Regions from separate parts of the Mus musculus genome. Here region 2 is linked to region 1. The links are chromatin contacts, called in public Hi-C maps. All regions are on one chromosome and are shown on one strand. The core of a region is the stretch at or near the end of the contact, and the rest is flanking DNA. Distances in the headings are between cores, read along the strand shown. Region 1 overlaps Pcdh9 (protocadherin 9). Region 2 overlaps Pcdh9 (protocadherin 9).

The links. Hi-C and Micro-C count contacts between places; a contact is called where the count stands out from the background.
Region 2: a Hi-C map of cortical neurons shows a contact between it and region 1, with 3 times the contacts expected there. The contact joins two enhancer-like sites. A contact is called at or near these places in 4 of 39 promoter capture datasets (the C10 cell line, embryonic stem cells, hippocampal neurons and 1 more), 2 of 484 Hi-C or Micro-C datasets (cortical neurons and olfactory sensory neurons) and 4 of 115 datasets of contacts at active chromatin or transcription factors (astrocytes, embryonic forebrain, neural progenitor cells and 1 more).

What each region holds. Positions count from the first base shown.
Region 1 is chr14:93,178,970-93,186,795 of GRCm38.p6, forward strand. All of the region lies in intron 4 of Pcdh9 (protocadherin 9), which reads right to left. Among named protein-coding and RNA genes, the nearest start is that of Gm23509, 45 kb to the left of the region's middle. Within about 2 kb of position 3,847, at least 19 of the 459 cell types and tissues checked have an H3K27ac peak or open chromatin away from gene starts, as enhancers often do. A contact at or near this core is called in cortical neurons, where this site is marked.
Region 2 is chr14:93,880,918-93,888,743 of GRCm38.p6, forward strand. Pcdh9 (protocadherin 9) reads right to left here. Exons shown (of 5, transcript NM_001081377.3): 2 at 4,780-7,826. The coding sequence starts at 7,815. Among named protein-coding and RNA genes, the nearest start is that of Pcdh9, 5.8 kb to the right of the region's middle. Within about 2 kb of position 3,759, at least 24 of the 459 cell types and tissues checked have an H3K27ac peak or open chromatin away from gene starts, as enhancers often do. A contact at or near this core is called in cortical neurons, where this site is marked.

The DNA.
Region 1 (7,826 bases), core at 2,597-5,096:
GCTCTATTATCTTGATTTATGTAGACATTCATAGTAAACAACTGATAATAGTTAACATATACACTGAACCAATACTTGTGTTACTTTTATGATAACAATATTCAAATTCCTTTGTCCTTCCTTTTTGAGGTCCTTGCTTCAAATTTTTGTTTTCTGTGCTTTACATGGAGTACTTGGGGAGCCAAGAATTAAAAACATAAGGCAATTGGAACAGACACATTAAGGAGGAGATAATAAGATATGGGTAAATTGAAAGGAGAAATGGGAAATTCTAAGGGCAGAAGAGTCCATCCCAGAGTGCATAAAGGATGAAGAGACTGGGGAAAGGCAGGATGCTTAACCAAAATGGTGGATACTTGAAAAAGCTACATGCAAATCTCTACTCTTCCAACCAAAGGAAAAGTAAACATGAAGGAATGTGAAAACTAGAATACATTAGATGTTTCCATGGGAATAGGGATTAGGAAAAGAAAGCCTAAATGATACCTTAGCCAAAAGGAAGAACTCTTAAAGAAAAGAGAAGAAGCCTTAAAGAAACCCACTAGTTTGCATGTGAATCCTCTCTCCCTCCCCTCTCCCTGCTCCCTCTTCCTCCCCCCTTCTCTCTTACACACATATGTGGTTTGAACAGATAAGTCCACGTGGGTGTACAACGCTGCTTCCAGAAGACACAGGTTATTTAATTAAAACCTCAGTGTCAGTTACAGGCTACTGAAGAGTTTCTGGTTAGGGGAAAATTCCTAAGCTTTCTGTTTGGATCTGAGAAGTCTCTGCCTGGCCATAACATCTTTTTTAAAAGATTCAAAACTGGGAGATCATTTGCTGTAATAGAGAATCTACTTTTCTTGTTTGGCTAAACTGTCAGTGTGTCAGATGACATTCTAAATATATATTTTAATATTTATTTTTGTATCCGTAGAATTGTGCTACTTTAGAATTTGATAGGAGTACCCGCACACACACATCTTTTTTTTTTTTTCTTTTTTTCTTTTTTTCTTTTTTTTTTTTCCATTTTTTATTAGGTATTTAGCTCATTTACATTTCCAATGCTATACCAAAAGTCCCCCATACCCACCCACCCCCACTCCCCTACCCGCCCACTCCCCCCTTTTGGCCCTGGCGTTCCCCTGTTCTGGGGCATATAAAGTTTGTGTGTCCAATGGGCCTCTCTTTCCAGTGATGGCCGACTAGGCCATCTTTTGATACATATGCAGCTAGAGTCAAGAGCTCCGGGGTACTGGTTAGTTCATAATGTTGATCCACCTATAGGGTTGCAGATCCCTTTAGCTCCTTGGGTACTTTCTCTAGCTCCTCCATTGGGAGCCCTGTAATCCATCCATTAGCTGACTGTGGGCAACCACTTCTGTGTTTGCTAGGCCCCGGCATAGTCTCACAAGAGACAGCTATATCTGGGTCCTTTCGATAAAATCTTGCTAGTGTATGCAATGGTGTCAGCGTTTGGATGCTGATTATGGGGTGGATCCCTGGATAAGGCAGTCTCTACATGGTCCATCCTTTCATCTCAGCTCCAAACTTTGTCTCTGTAACTCCTTCCAAGGGTGTTTTGTTCCCACTTCTAAGGAGGGGCATAGTGTCCACACTTCAGTCTTCATTTTTCTTGAGTTTCATGTGTTTAGGAAATTGTATCTTATATCTTGGGTATCCTAGGTTTTGGGCTAATATCCACTTATCAGTGAGTACATATTGTGTGAGTTCCTTTCTGAATGTGTTACCTCACTCAGGATGATGCCCTCCAGGTCCATCCATTTGGCTAGGAATTTCATAAATTCATTCTTTTTAATAGCTGAGTAGTACTCCATTGTGTAGATGTACCACATTTTCTGTATCCATTCCTCTGTTGAGGGGCATCTGGGTTCTTTCAGATTTTTAAAAGATAAGCAATAAACTCTAAAGTTTTAACATCTGTCAATTTTGCTGTTAGTAATATGTATGTGATTATTACTATAAATTAACCATAATGAACTACGTACTCTTTTCTAATTCATTAATATGAATGTATACATAATCTTACATAATCAATTTAGTAACATACACTAGAATTATTATAGTGAGTAGTACTAATGGAAGCTTAGTGAAACTAAGATTGCATATCTCTATCACAATTCTGTCAACAATTCTTGAATAATGCATTCATTAGGATTCATGGTACAATAAAACTAGTAATTTCAGATGTACAATGAGATAAATGACAAAAGACAAGCCTTCAAAATCTTTCTGGATATGTCATTAGCAATTCAATTCACATTCTTACCTATACAAAATATCTAAAACCAGCTAACAGCTTTGTGCAAACAGCCCCAGCTAAAGTTATTAATATTTTTATTTAAATGCACATCATGACTTTCCCTTCAGTACTAGTAAAGATTACTTTTTAATATTGTGAAGTGAAAAAGAAATCTTGATTCTGGCAGTATTCCCAAAAGGAATATATCTGGCTTTGTTCCTACTATGGGCATGTAGGTCTCACATGATTATATTCATTTGCCACAATCAAACAATTTCATTAACAGCTATCTTGATAATTGTCATAACCCCCTTAGTTCATTAGTCATGATACTCACATATTAGTAACTGAATGTATCAGTCATCAGAAAGGATAAAGATCAAGATAAATATTCACTTTATTGTTTTAAATATTTGCATTTGAGAAATTAAAGGTGACAATAATTTAATTCCACAATGATAATAAAGACTTTGACACAAAAAGCTATTTTTATTTCTTTTCATCATTAATTTAATGAAATTAAAATTTTATATTATGTCCACATTTCATTAAGGTTTAACTATCTGCATGAGAAAACCACAGTGTCCTTCTGGAAAGCACAGTTCCACAAAATATGTAGTGTAGAAAGATATGTCCATTAAGCCAGTGACTCTGATATCTTTTATCTCAAAAAATTGCACCAACTTTAAAGGAATAGGAATAGTGAAGGGGGATGAGAAAGAAGCCACAGAACAAAATTCTTCAGTTCCATGTAATGTTATGACTCAAAGCTGCAAACATAAGCTGAACTATGATTAATAATGTAATATACGGCTGGTACTCAACAAATGTTTGTTTGATCAAGTCTTAAAAATTATTTGTAATACCCACACAAAAGGTTATTTACTATTCATAAAAATATTAAATTAATAATTAGTATTTAAGATAATATCCCCAAATTTAACTATATTTCAGTCAGTGGACAATACTCTTATTTTAATATTTATTATATATTTAAAACTCAAAATAATATATGATATGTATGAATTTATTTCACCAAATCCATTTAGATTCTTGAAGTTGAAAACTAAATGTGATTAGTATGCTCTGTATCTTGTGGGACTTTTAATGTTTATGATCTAACAGGCAATAACATTTGAGACTAGAAGACATTGTAACCCATGCTATCTTTTAATTAAAGTTTAAAATGTTCTTAGGTTTTAAAACCTACACTTCTGTTATTAGTACTAGGAAACACTTAATGGATAGATTGGGCATCCATAGAATTTTTTTCTGATGAGTTTAATTGCCATCTTATGCAAGCCGTGATAGTGTTTTTACTTCTGTAATAATTTGTCTCAATTAATGACATCTTAGGATACAATACCCAATCAAACTAGAAAGCTGGCAAAGATTCCCAAGTCTATAGAAATGGTGAGTGCTATATAGCATCTTAGAAAATGCCTGTATGAATATAACACAATGCTTCGTTTCACTGCACAAACATTCCATGCCCACAGAATCGAGAAACACATTTGTTGTTAGTTGTACAGACTGTCTGGATACAAGATTAGCAAATATCTGGCAGTTTTGCTAAAAGAGACCATATGTGTGACACACAATTGCTGGCACATAGTAGAGGCCCAAACTATGTTAATGATTTCCTTACACTCCTGCTGTCTCTGTGACTTGAAAATATCTCCTCAGAAAAATGTTTCCTTAAAAGGATTTTTGTCAAAATAGTTTACTATATACTATTCAATTCATGAAATAAAAGAATTCCTTCAAACGCGCCTGCTCACTTGAAAGGTGCTCTATAGGTTGTAGAATCTGTTCGTCCTGGATCAATGATCTGCAGGTACGGATTTAGTGCTCACGCGTGAGCATACCCCCCCTGTCTTTGGCAGGTTGTCTGTGCTCTCTGCTACAGACTCCATGTTTTCCTTTGTTTCTTACGGCCTCATGAAGTAGAGAAGCAAAAATGCAATGGAGACATTAATTGTTCCCAGTTCTGCTTAGTGGTGTGTCCACAGTGGTATCATCCAAAGAGAATAAATCTCAGATCATCACAGACACTGCATGGCCATATGCCTAAACAAGGTGGGTTTGGACCTGCTCTGCACTAATGAGCTGCAAGCATTTGTTCAACCTAAATGTGATGCTTTTAATTAGCATCCAGACTTTATTTCCATGGTTATTTCTTCTGTCTGTGAACATGAGCTTCTAACTTCACCTCCAGTTCTCTTTTCTGATTGAGCTCATGTCTTCTGCCCCCCCCCCCCATTTATTTTATATTTTACTTCTTGCTAGCTAGGATTTTTTTTTTTACTGCCTTAGGCTTAATTCTATTTCATCTCATTTTAACTTTCTATCACCCTCACTAGCTTTTGACTTACTATCACAGCCTTCATAACTGAAAACTGTGTATCATGATATGGTTTGAGATTAGAGAGAGAGAGAGAGAGAGAGAGAGAGAGAGAGAGAGAGAGAGAGAGAGAGAGAGAGAGAGAATATCTATTTTCAGTCTTTCCCTCCAAACCCTCTCATGTAACCTGTGCTGCTGCTCCAGTTCAAATTCATGGCTTCTTTGGCTTTAACTTCCATGCTTTTGTGTGCACATAACAGACACACACACACACACACACACACACACACACACACACACACACACACATTCTCAGTCAGTACTTGAATGTATATACTTTCCAAGTTAGGTATTTGGTATTATTTTTATAGTTCTGATTATTTAAATATTTCAATTATATTTATGTTTTAACATAAACTTTATGTATGTATGCATGCATGTATGTATCTTCCTATCCCCCCCCTCTCTCTCTGTTTAATCATCTATACATCCATTTGATTGCTAACTCTTTGAAGACCAGTAAGTTGGAAGTTGAGTATCAGGTTTCTTTTCTACATGGATTTGGAAGTCAAGAATCTATGTTTATTATTATTATTATTATTATTATTATTATTATTATTATTATTATTATTATTGTCTTTGTTCTTTCATACATTAGGTCCTGACATCAGTTCCACCCCCATTCACTACTCCAGGTCCCACCTTACCTCTCTTCTACCCCAGTCCACTCCTCCTCCATTTCTCTTAAAAAAAAAAAAAGAAAGAAAAAAAAGAAAAAGAAAAACAGGCCTCCAATAGATATCAAATGAACATGACATAGAGTTACAGTAAGACTAGGCACAAATCCTCATATCAAGGCAGGGCAAAGCAATCCAGTAGAAGGAAAATGGTCCAAAAGTTGGAAAAAGTGTCAGAGATAGCCCTGCTTCCTCTGTTAGGATAAATTGCCTGCTAACAACAACAACAACACAACAACAACAAAACAAACAAGATTGACATCACAAGCTCTGAATATCTTAAGGAGAATAATCTACAAAGTCATTATGAAGAAAAGAAAATATATTTATTTGGTATTGTTGATGCTTACTTAATCCCCAATTTGTTAGCTTAATACTCCTAATTCTTTAAATGGAAAGAAACTATGGTCATAGCCAGCTAGAAGAACCAACTTTTGCCAACTTCTTTGTGAGTTATTATTCAATAATAAACATTATACTGTGAGGAATACAACAGTCATTTCAATTTAACAATTAGCCCTGTTTCATTTATTTTAGCCATAAGAAGGAACATACACAAGGAATTTTACATAAATGGAATAGTGAAGTGTATATGTACATGTGTTAGTGTGTGTATGTGAATGTGCATATGTGCATGCATGTGTACACATGTATGTATGTGTGAAGAGAGTTATCTGTACTGCATATTTTATCAGGAAATATTTTGTAAAGAGCATATGTATTGTCATTAATATACTTAAAAGTTTAAGTATATGGCTCTGGCAATTTGTACATAAAACCTCATCTACACAACTGAAAAATCATAACACATAACTAGAAGAACTACAGTGAATATTTAGTGAGATAATTCATTACGGATACGGATATTCCATTTTGAGACATTTATTTTTTTATGCTTGCACGTACATCTGCATACGGCAAGTAGGTATGTGTCCTTGGAAGCCAGAAAAATACAAAGAATCCAATGAACTATAGGTATGGATAGTTGTTAACAGCCATGTGGTTGCTGAAAGTTGTACTCTGGTGCCTGTAAAAGCTCTTTAGCTTAACCTCTTAGCTATCACTCCAACCACATAGTAAGCATTCTTTAAGCATACAGTCAACATCACACATTTAAATGATTTTAAATTATTAGTGTATGTTAAATGGTTTTGCTCATCTATTGTTTGCTCTATACTCTGAAAAGCAATGGTAAAGTAATTATAATCGCTAACAAAGGAGGTTGATGAAAATAAAGGTATTACTATGTAACACACTCTTGCTTAGCATGAAATGCTTTTTGTGAAATATTATCTTCAGTAAAAATCATATGCAAGGCATACTTCCATCTATATTTTATAGGTCTCATACTATAATAGCTATGAAAAATTAATTTCAAGGCTTATATTCAGTTATAAAATCACTTTGTCTACTTATTGTCTTAAGTTATAAAAACTTAGCTTACTTTGCATAAATTCATAATTCTTTCTATGATGACCTTACATGATTATGAGATTTTACAGAGGGTTATTATGAGTAACTATATATTATCATTTAAAACATCTGTGTTGTTAAATCCATTTCAACAGCACAGTTCAGTGTTCAGTTATTCAAAGTTAATTGCATATCTAATTACAAATGTTCTGTCTCTGAAAGAGTAATTGACAATCATAATCTGCCGCCTCCTACTCGATCTCCCAAATTAAGCAAAATCTAAAATCTTTTCTTCTGTATAAGGTTTGAAAGATATCCAAAGCAAAAGCTATTAGCAAAGACACTTCACAAAATATTGTATCAAAATCACAAGTCATTCTGAGGAACATATACACATGAACAAGTAAAACAAAAAAGAAACACAAAGCTCCTGTGTTAAATAACCCATCTTGCTAGCGAAAGCCAGAAATTCTATGGCTTGACTACTTTTATCTTTTTGCAGATAAAGGGTGAATTTATTATTTTGTAATGTACTTGCCTACATGAAATAATAAAGGTCAAACTATGCCCAAAGTAATAATGATATTCAAAGCTCTTTTGGCTGGTGATATACAAATATAGAATGTTCCTTTAACAGTGGGCCTTTTTTCTTTTTCTTTGTCTTATAATCTTATTCTGCTTACAGCAGTCTCCTTGTATGGCTCTTCTACTTCCAGGATAAAATCTGAAAACCACGAATATCCACCATGCAGAGAAAGCAAAGGCTCTCGGGACACTTTGTGATACAATTCCCCCTCATTTTTTACCACTCAAAAGTGAGCTACCCTGAAATACTTGGTTTACGGAATAGTTGAAACAAAGTGAATGGTAATGTACACTCCAATTCTCATAAAGGCTTCTGAGTAAAGCCAAGACGTGTCACAGGATGACTGATAAATTAGAGCCTCCACTCCAGCGGGTTCTGTATGGGGAAAATGCAGAGTAACTTAAAAGAGTTATGGACTAGAAACACCAGAGATACACAAAACACAGCAATTTGATAGTATCAGCATAACTGACATTTCTATGACATCATTTATTTTTGTAT
Region 2 (7,826 bases), core at 2,509-5,008, 700 kb after region 1:
TTACCTGCATGTTTATAAATATTATGTACATAATTTCACCCTAAAAAGGCTGTTTAATATAGTGGACATTTTTTCAAAAATCTATTACCCTTAATATGACTAGCAATTAATGATACAATTTATAAGGAACCTCATCGAACTATACAGTGGGGAAAGAAACCAGAATATCAAACGTCCCAGTTAAAAGTTCAAGAGAAGTGGATGCCAAGATGAGTGACCAACTCATTTTTACCTGTGAAGTCTACATCAGTCTCCAAGGGGTTATATTTTACATCCTAAATATGGGCCACACCACATCACACCAACAGAAGCTATCAAGGGAGGAGGAACATTCAAATTCACAGCTTTCAAAATTGCTTGATTTTGAGGTAGGGGTAAATTTTTCCATGATGTGCCATGCACAATCATGCCTGCTTGTGCATCAAAAATTCAGTCGATGAAAACATGCTTAAGTTCTTGCAGGCCGCACGTTAGACTGCCTTTCCCCCACTTCACTCTCAGTTGCAGTTTTGTCTTTCTGACAGCTCTAAAGATCACTGTGTTGCTGCCTTATGTGTTCCACATGTCATAATAACATTGCAGTACCGATTGTGGTGGATTACTCAAAAATGAAAAGTAATCACAAATGTAATATAGCATCTCTAAGTGATCAGGAACTGAAGCAATTCCCTTTGCGACGGTAAAAGCACACACATCCGCTTGAGTACAGCTTGTCTACACATTTCCAATGTATAAATTCTTCAATCTATACATAAATGTGCATCTGAGCAAATACTTTAAAGCATAAAACGTTCATGTCAGGATGTTTAAGCTCTGAAATGAGCATTTCATTTAGAAAATTAAATATGGCTGTTTACTCAAAACCAAACTCTGGTGGAACCTTTATAGATTGTTTGATTACTTAAAGAACTTGTCAAATGTAAATAGATCACTGTTCTTTATGTTAACATTTTCATTTATTCCCCCACCCTCCCACTGGAGAAAACAAACCACATGGGATCAAGAAAATTAATTCCCCAAACGCTGTCAACCAAGTTGGGAAACAGCAATAAACAGCTTACTGTAAAGCCTCCAGCTACAATAAAACAGCTGTCAATAAGTGGGCAAAGCGGAGATGTGCAAAAACAGGTCTGTTGGATATGATACTGTGAAAAGAAAAGGAGGGCATGCCTTGTTCTAATTCATTAATGCTGAATCTCAAAGAATGGTCCTTCAATGAGCAGAAGGCATCCTCACATAGAAATTGTTAGCTAGGTATTTTCTAGGTCTGACCCAGTAGCAGTGTACCAGAACTAGTCTAGATAAATACTGAACTCTGTTTTAAGAGAGACTCTATTGATTTTCAGACATACTGCCTTTGAAAATGTATAATCTTAAACTTTGTTATATTCAGGATAGCTTTCTCTCTTCTTTCAGGAAAAACCAGAAACAACTCGATTGTGAAGCAACCAGTTGGAATTTAGAGTGTTGACATAATTTCAGTCTACAGCAGGGAAGTTTGCTTTGATCCTTACATGATCCTTTGCTTAAAACTATATAGAGGACACTATTCATTTCTTTTCTAAAAATTTGGTGGCAGAATAAAGGATAGGAATGTTACAGTGAAATTTAAAACAGCTTAGTAAGATAGAGTCAATACAGGGATCTAATTTACAATTATCTCATGCATTACATGCAAACACACAGGGAAAGAGAAAGTGTCAGATAAATTAGGAGTCACTACTCTACTGACCAGCTCAGGATGTAGGAACAAGATGGTGGGTGCATTTTCATAAAGACAATATAAAGTAGTGCTACTTAAATAACCTTTTTCTCAAAGGTCTTGCACTTTTCCACCCTTCAACTAGTAGCATGAAATCAAAAGAAGTCCTGTTAAAGACAGGGCTTACAAAGTAGTGGTATTTAAATTTGGTAACCTTTTATTCAAGATTCTTCCACTTTACACACCTCAACAAACACCACAACTGCTAAAGGAGTCCATTTAAGGCAGTCATGCCCACTTTACTAAAAAAAAAAAATCTTCACATATCATGTATTAGATAGTACATCTGTGTGATTAAAATTTGTAATAAAATTTACATTTTCAGTGTTGTAAACTACAGGAGTTGAATCTCCTGTAATAAAAATAGGGTTACTATTGAAACTGAGGAGTTAAACAAGAAAAAAAACAATCCACCTATTTGTTCTTGTTTAACAGAAACGTCTTCCAGAGTTATCATAGAGTTCAGTGAATACAATTTTAGGAAGCTATTTATAATTTGTCTTTCATTTTTAGAAAACGCCGTGTCACCCCAACAGTGTGTCTATGCGTCTGTCCACTGCCATCACCTCTCTGATGGTTTCCAAGATTTATTTCCTCCAAAGTGACTACTATATTTTTAGGGTTTTTTTTTTGTTATGAAAGTCTCTGAAAGACATAAAGATTACCTTTTCAATAGCTATTTTCCATGGGAGTTAGTTACAGGTACCTTTCAACCTTAGAATGTGTACAAGAAAGCTACAAAATGCTTCATGATCAAAAGGTGTGTCTGAAACATACAATAGTTTCAGTTTGTGAGTTACTCAGCATACTGACAGCAAGACTATGTCATATATAAACAAATGTCTTTATGATAAACCAAGCTTCGTCAGAAGATGCTTTCAAAAACTCTGCTGAAACACATCTGACTAGCATTTGTGTCCTTGTGCCATATTTAAGTTCAATAACTATGGAAAAAAAATTAAAAGATTTTGGCTTAGACCTTGCTGGCAATTCCCATACACTGAGGTGAAAGGGTTGATCATATGGGAAGGTAGACAAGTAACTCTCCTTGGGAAACCGATTTTATATCTCACAGAAAGCACTTCCATTTATACTAGTTCTTTTCAAGGAATGATATAAAACCACACCACATCATTCTTCATTGATACAGAAACTTCCTCACTAAGTCCACTTAGTTTTATCGGTTATTTTTCTTGCCATAATAAACTATTAAACAACTTTTAAAAAAAATCTTGTTTATGCTTGGACAATTTCCAAGTCTTAAAACCACTCTCTTCTCAAATGATGATAAGATTAGCCTGAAACTGAGCTGTCCTTCTGACTTCCACTTCCAAATGAAAGATTTCTCTAGGACTTCAAAACTGTTAGGTTCTTTCAGGTTGTGTATCTCAGGTTTACTCAGATGTTCTGCAACAGTGCTCTGTGTACTTAATTGCTCTGTGTACAAATGGTGATCTTACATTCATAATAATAAAAATTATACTTAATATTCTTAGCGTACCTGTGTGATTGACTGATAAAAATCATTTTTACACCTTATAGTCATGAAGCCTCAAAGTCATTACAGAGCAGCTACAGGATTTACAAGGGGAAACAGTTTCCGTAAGATGCACTACTCTATCACAAGTTCACAAAACAAAACAAAACAACAACAAAAAACCTTTTTGATTTCCCAGAGACTCACCAAGACAATTGTGTTAATTTTGCTTTACTTGTTTGTTTTTTGTTTTTGTTTTTTTATATTCATGTTTTTAATTGGTTAGCAAGGTGGTGTATGGGCCACCAACAGAGATGGACTCCTAATAACAGAGAGTGGCTTCCAAAATCCTAGAAACTTGATGTGCTGAGAGCAACTCACTAAAGAGCAAACAAATGAACTTAAATGCTAGTGGCTCCAGAGGAACTATCATTAAATAAAAGGTATCTTTGGCTGTACTACCAGCTTGATCCTTCCCTCCCCCATCCTCCTCGCTACTGCAGGATTGGCACCTGGCCAGCACAGGGGACATGATACCCTAGTGCCATCTACAGGCTATTATCGACATTCAAATTTTGTGGCAACAGACAAGCACCAAAGAAATAAATTAGACAGGACTGCATTTAAATCTTTATTAACATGGAATTATTAGACCTAAGAAAAACTAATTCTGGATTTGGTTGAAATATGAGTTTCTCAGCCTCTTAATCCCTCTTCATATGGCATCTTTCACAGTTTAAAATGAGTTATGACAGACCACTTATGCATTACTAAGATGAGAAAGTATTTACAATGGAATCCTTCTTTTCTGAATAAATTAGTAATATTAGAGAGAAAGCATTCCCTTTTTATTTTTCTTCTTTTCTTTTCATATATGACCATTATGGACACTGAAAATCGTTCTAAGAAAGATCCAGCATACTATATTACAATAAAATAACTTGAAATCAAGGAGTAGACTTTCTATATGGCTTAGATGCAATCAATCAATAATCATGTGCTTCACAGCTGATGTACACTTAAGAGCCTACTCTCTCTTTTTTTACCGTGTTAAAAAAATAATAATAAAAAAACCTTAACCCCTTTAGTGACCACAGCTCCAGCATAAGAGGTGTCAGACCTTCAAATGTCATTTAAACTTGATACTTGAAGGTGACTTTTTAGATCAAAAGGTAATGTGAAAATCTTGGAAGTCGGTAATTTGGAAGCCCCAGGAGCAGAATTGGGCAAATCAGGATGGGTTTTCTTCTTGAGCAAACATGATCTCGGGACATTTTGGAATAATTTCCTCTTTTCATCTTTTGCCACTTGAAGGAAACTGGGAGGTTAAATAATTCTCAGAACTCAGAAATTTCAAAGCTGTTCTAAAAATTCTTGACTGAGCCCCAGAGGAATTTTAAAAAGGGGTCAAGTTTTTTTTTTTTCCCTCTTCATAACTAAGCTAAAGTTAGACCAAAACAATACACACACTGGCACGTTAATACTGGTTGACTGGGCACTTGTAGGCAGTACTTATAGACCAGTAAAAGTGCTCGTTTACCTGTCTGGTGTGTAAGGGGCCCTTTGTCTTGAAGCCTCCTTGGGAGCTGCACTCTGAGGCACTGAAGTGATCTGAACTAGTGGAGGAGCGTTTGGAAAGGGTGTCGCAGCCCCCAACAAAGGTGTTGTCCAACGGGAGCTCTTGAATGACGTGGTGCTTTTTCACAGAAACTGGAGTGTCAGGTTTGAGATGAAAAGCGGGCTGAGGAGAGGCCGACTTGTAGTGCTTGGCCAGGTCAGGGCTGTTAGGCTTGAAGGTGGTTGGAGGGGCTGGGCCCCAGTCAAATCTTCCTATACCCTGTTCCTCCAGCTCGGCAGGCAGGCTTATGGTCCCATTGATGGGTTCATGAACGGCATCATCGGGTTTGGACTCTTCAATAGTAACAAAGTTCAAAAGAGAACTCTTGGGCGACTTTCTTTTCTTCCGTTTCTTTTTCTTATTTTGTTTATTCTCCTGGTTTGGGGACATCCATTCAGCCCCTTGTTTGCTCCTCTGAGCGGCCTTGAACCTGGACGCATGGCGACAGCGCACCAGCACCGTGACAAAGATCACAACAATGACCACCATGGCCCCAGCAACGATGGCAATCATGATGGTGAGATAGTCCTCGTTCTGATAAGGTTGACCACTATCTCCTATGTTCCGGTCCAGTGGGGTCTCCATAGTCCTACGGATCAAGTCATATATATATGAGGTGTTTCCAGCAGTGTCGTTCACATAAAGAAATACCAGCACGAGAGTGTGCAAAGCCTTAGGGTACCCCAGGTCACTTATGTTGACCACAAGACGGTGCAGGCCCACATCAGTAGGTGCTGGCTTCTCTTCTAAGGTGATATTGCCTGTTACTGGATCAATCCGAAATAATCCCTTGTTGTTCCCGCTCACTATGGTATACTTGAGTTCTGCATTCATTCCGGTGTCAATATCCACCGCAAACACTTCAGCAACCACAGAACCAGGAATGGCTGAGAGGGGCACCAACTTAAAGGAGGTGTTGGATGGTGGAGAAATGACAACTGGACTATTGTCATTGACATCCATGACATTGATAGTTACTTTTGCAGTAGAGGACCGTGGTGGCTGTCCCCCGTCGGTGGCTTTGACGTCAAACGTGTAGGAACTCTGCTGCTCTCTATCAAAGGAGACATTGGACTTTATGACTCCTGAATAGGGATCCAACACAAAATTTTCATTGTCATTTAGAATGGAAAGAGTCACAGCTTTATTCTCTCCAGCGTCTTCGTCTGTCACTGTGATTACCCCCACAGTACTATACTTTGGCAGATTCTCAGACACAAAAAACTGAAAGTGATTATGAGTAAACTTGGGGCTATTGTCATTCTCATCCAGAACAGTAACTATCACTGCTGCTTGGCTCTGGAGGGGAGGGGTCCCATTGTCCCTGGCAGTTACTGTAAAAATGAACCGCTCTTGTTCCTCCCTGTTAAAGACTCTGGAGGCTGTCAAAACTCCTGTCTTTCTGTCCAGATCAAAGAAGGAGGCATTCGGTCCAAGCTGATAAACAATGTCTGCATTTTTTCCACTGTCTTCATCTGTAGCACTAATAGTTGTTAAGTATAACCCACGTCGGTTGTTTTCAGAAACTGACAGCTCAATTACAGGCTGGTTGAAAATTGGTGGGTTGTCATTTTCATCCTCGAGCTTAACCCTTACCAGGGCAGTCTGATTCAAACTGGGCTTCCCCGAATCAGAGGCAACGATTTTAAAGCTGAATTCTTTGGTGCCCTCATAGTCCAGCAGAGAAGAGGTCTCTAGCAGATACTGGTTGTCATACACTGCCTTCAAATGAAATGGGACCTCTCTTTCAATAAAACAGATCACTTTGCCATTCACATCTGTGTCCTTATCTGAAACTGTAATGAGGGCAATCTTTGTATTGACAGGGTCTTTCTCAGAGAGATACACTGTGCCATTGATGGGACTTATAATGTACCTGAGGTCTATGTTTGGAGGGTTATCATTTACATCGGTGACATTGATGGTCACGGTGGCTCTGGCAGGAGTGGAGCTGCCGTCACTAGCCAGCACTGTCACTTTGTGAATGGCTGTCTCTTCCCTATCTAAAGACCTCTGAACTGTTATCAGCCCAGTTGTATTATTTAAAGCAAAGAGTCTTTTGGTTGCAGGGGCGACCTGGGCACCAAAAATATACCGGATTTCAGCATTACTGCCTATGTCTGCATCAGTGGCATGGAGCTGAATGACAGAGGTCCCCACAGGAGCATTCTCTGGAATATGCACTTCTACTTGACCCTCTTTAAACACTGGCCTGTTGTCATTGACATCACTTACTGTGACCTGGAGAATAGCTGTGCTCGATTTCTGTGGCGTGCCCCCATCCTCCACTTTGATTTTCATCACATAGGTATCTTTTTGTTCTCTATCCAAGTTCTGCTGAACAATCAATTGCGGCCACTTTTCTCCCTCCGGAGTTTCCACGATATCCAGTCCAAAAACACTCTGTCCATTTAGTAATTCATAATGCTGTACCCCATTGAAGCCCGTGTCAGGGTCTGTGGCTGATGGGATTGGAAAGCGGCTGTTGATCAAAGTGTTCTCTGGGATGGAAATATTGATGACAGGAGACGGAAACATGGGGGCATTATCATTGGTATCCTTGACAATGATCTTGATTTTGATCAGCCTGAAAAAGTCATTGGGGAGGATCACTACTTCAAGTTCAAAGAAGCACTCGTTCTCCTCAGCGTATGAAGCCCCAGCACAGAGTTTCTCTCTGTCTATTCTGTTGGAGGTTGTGAAAATCTCCCCAGTGCTACTCGATACTTTCACCAGAGGGGCATCCCCAGCTTTTGAAACCAGTCTGTAGACAAGGCTGGCACTGGTCCCCGTGGCAGCATTGATGTGAGAAATATTCAGATCCTTTGGTATATTTCCTATGGGCACATTTTCAGGCAATTCCTCTCTAATAGTGTAAATAAGTTCTTGAGCTATTGCGGAATCCAGCCTTAAACAGGCAATCAGAGCAGCCAACAGGTAAAAATCCCTCAGGTCCATGATAATGTCTT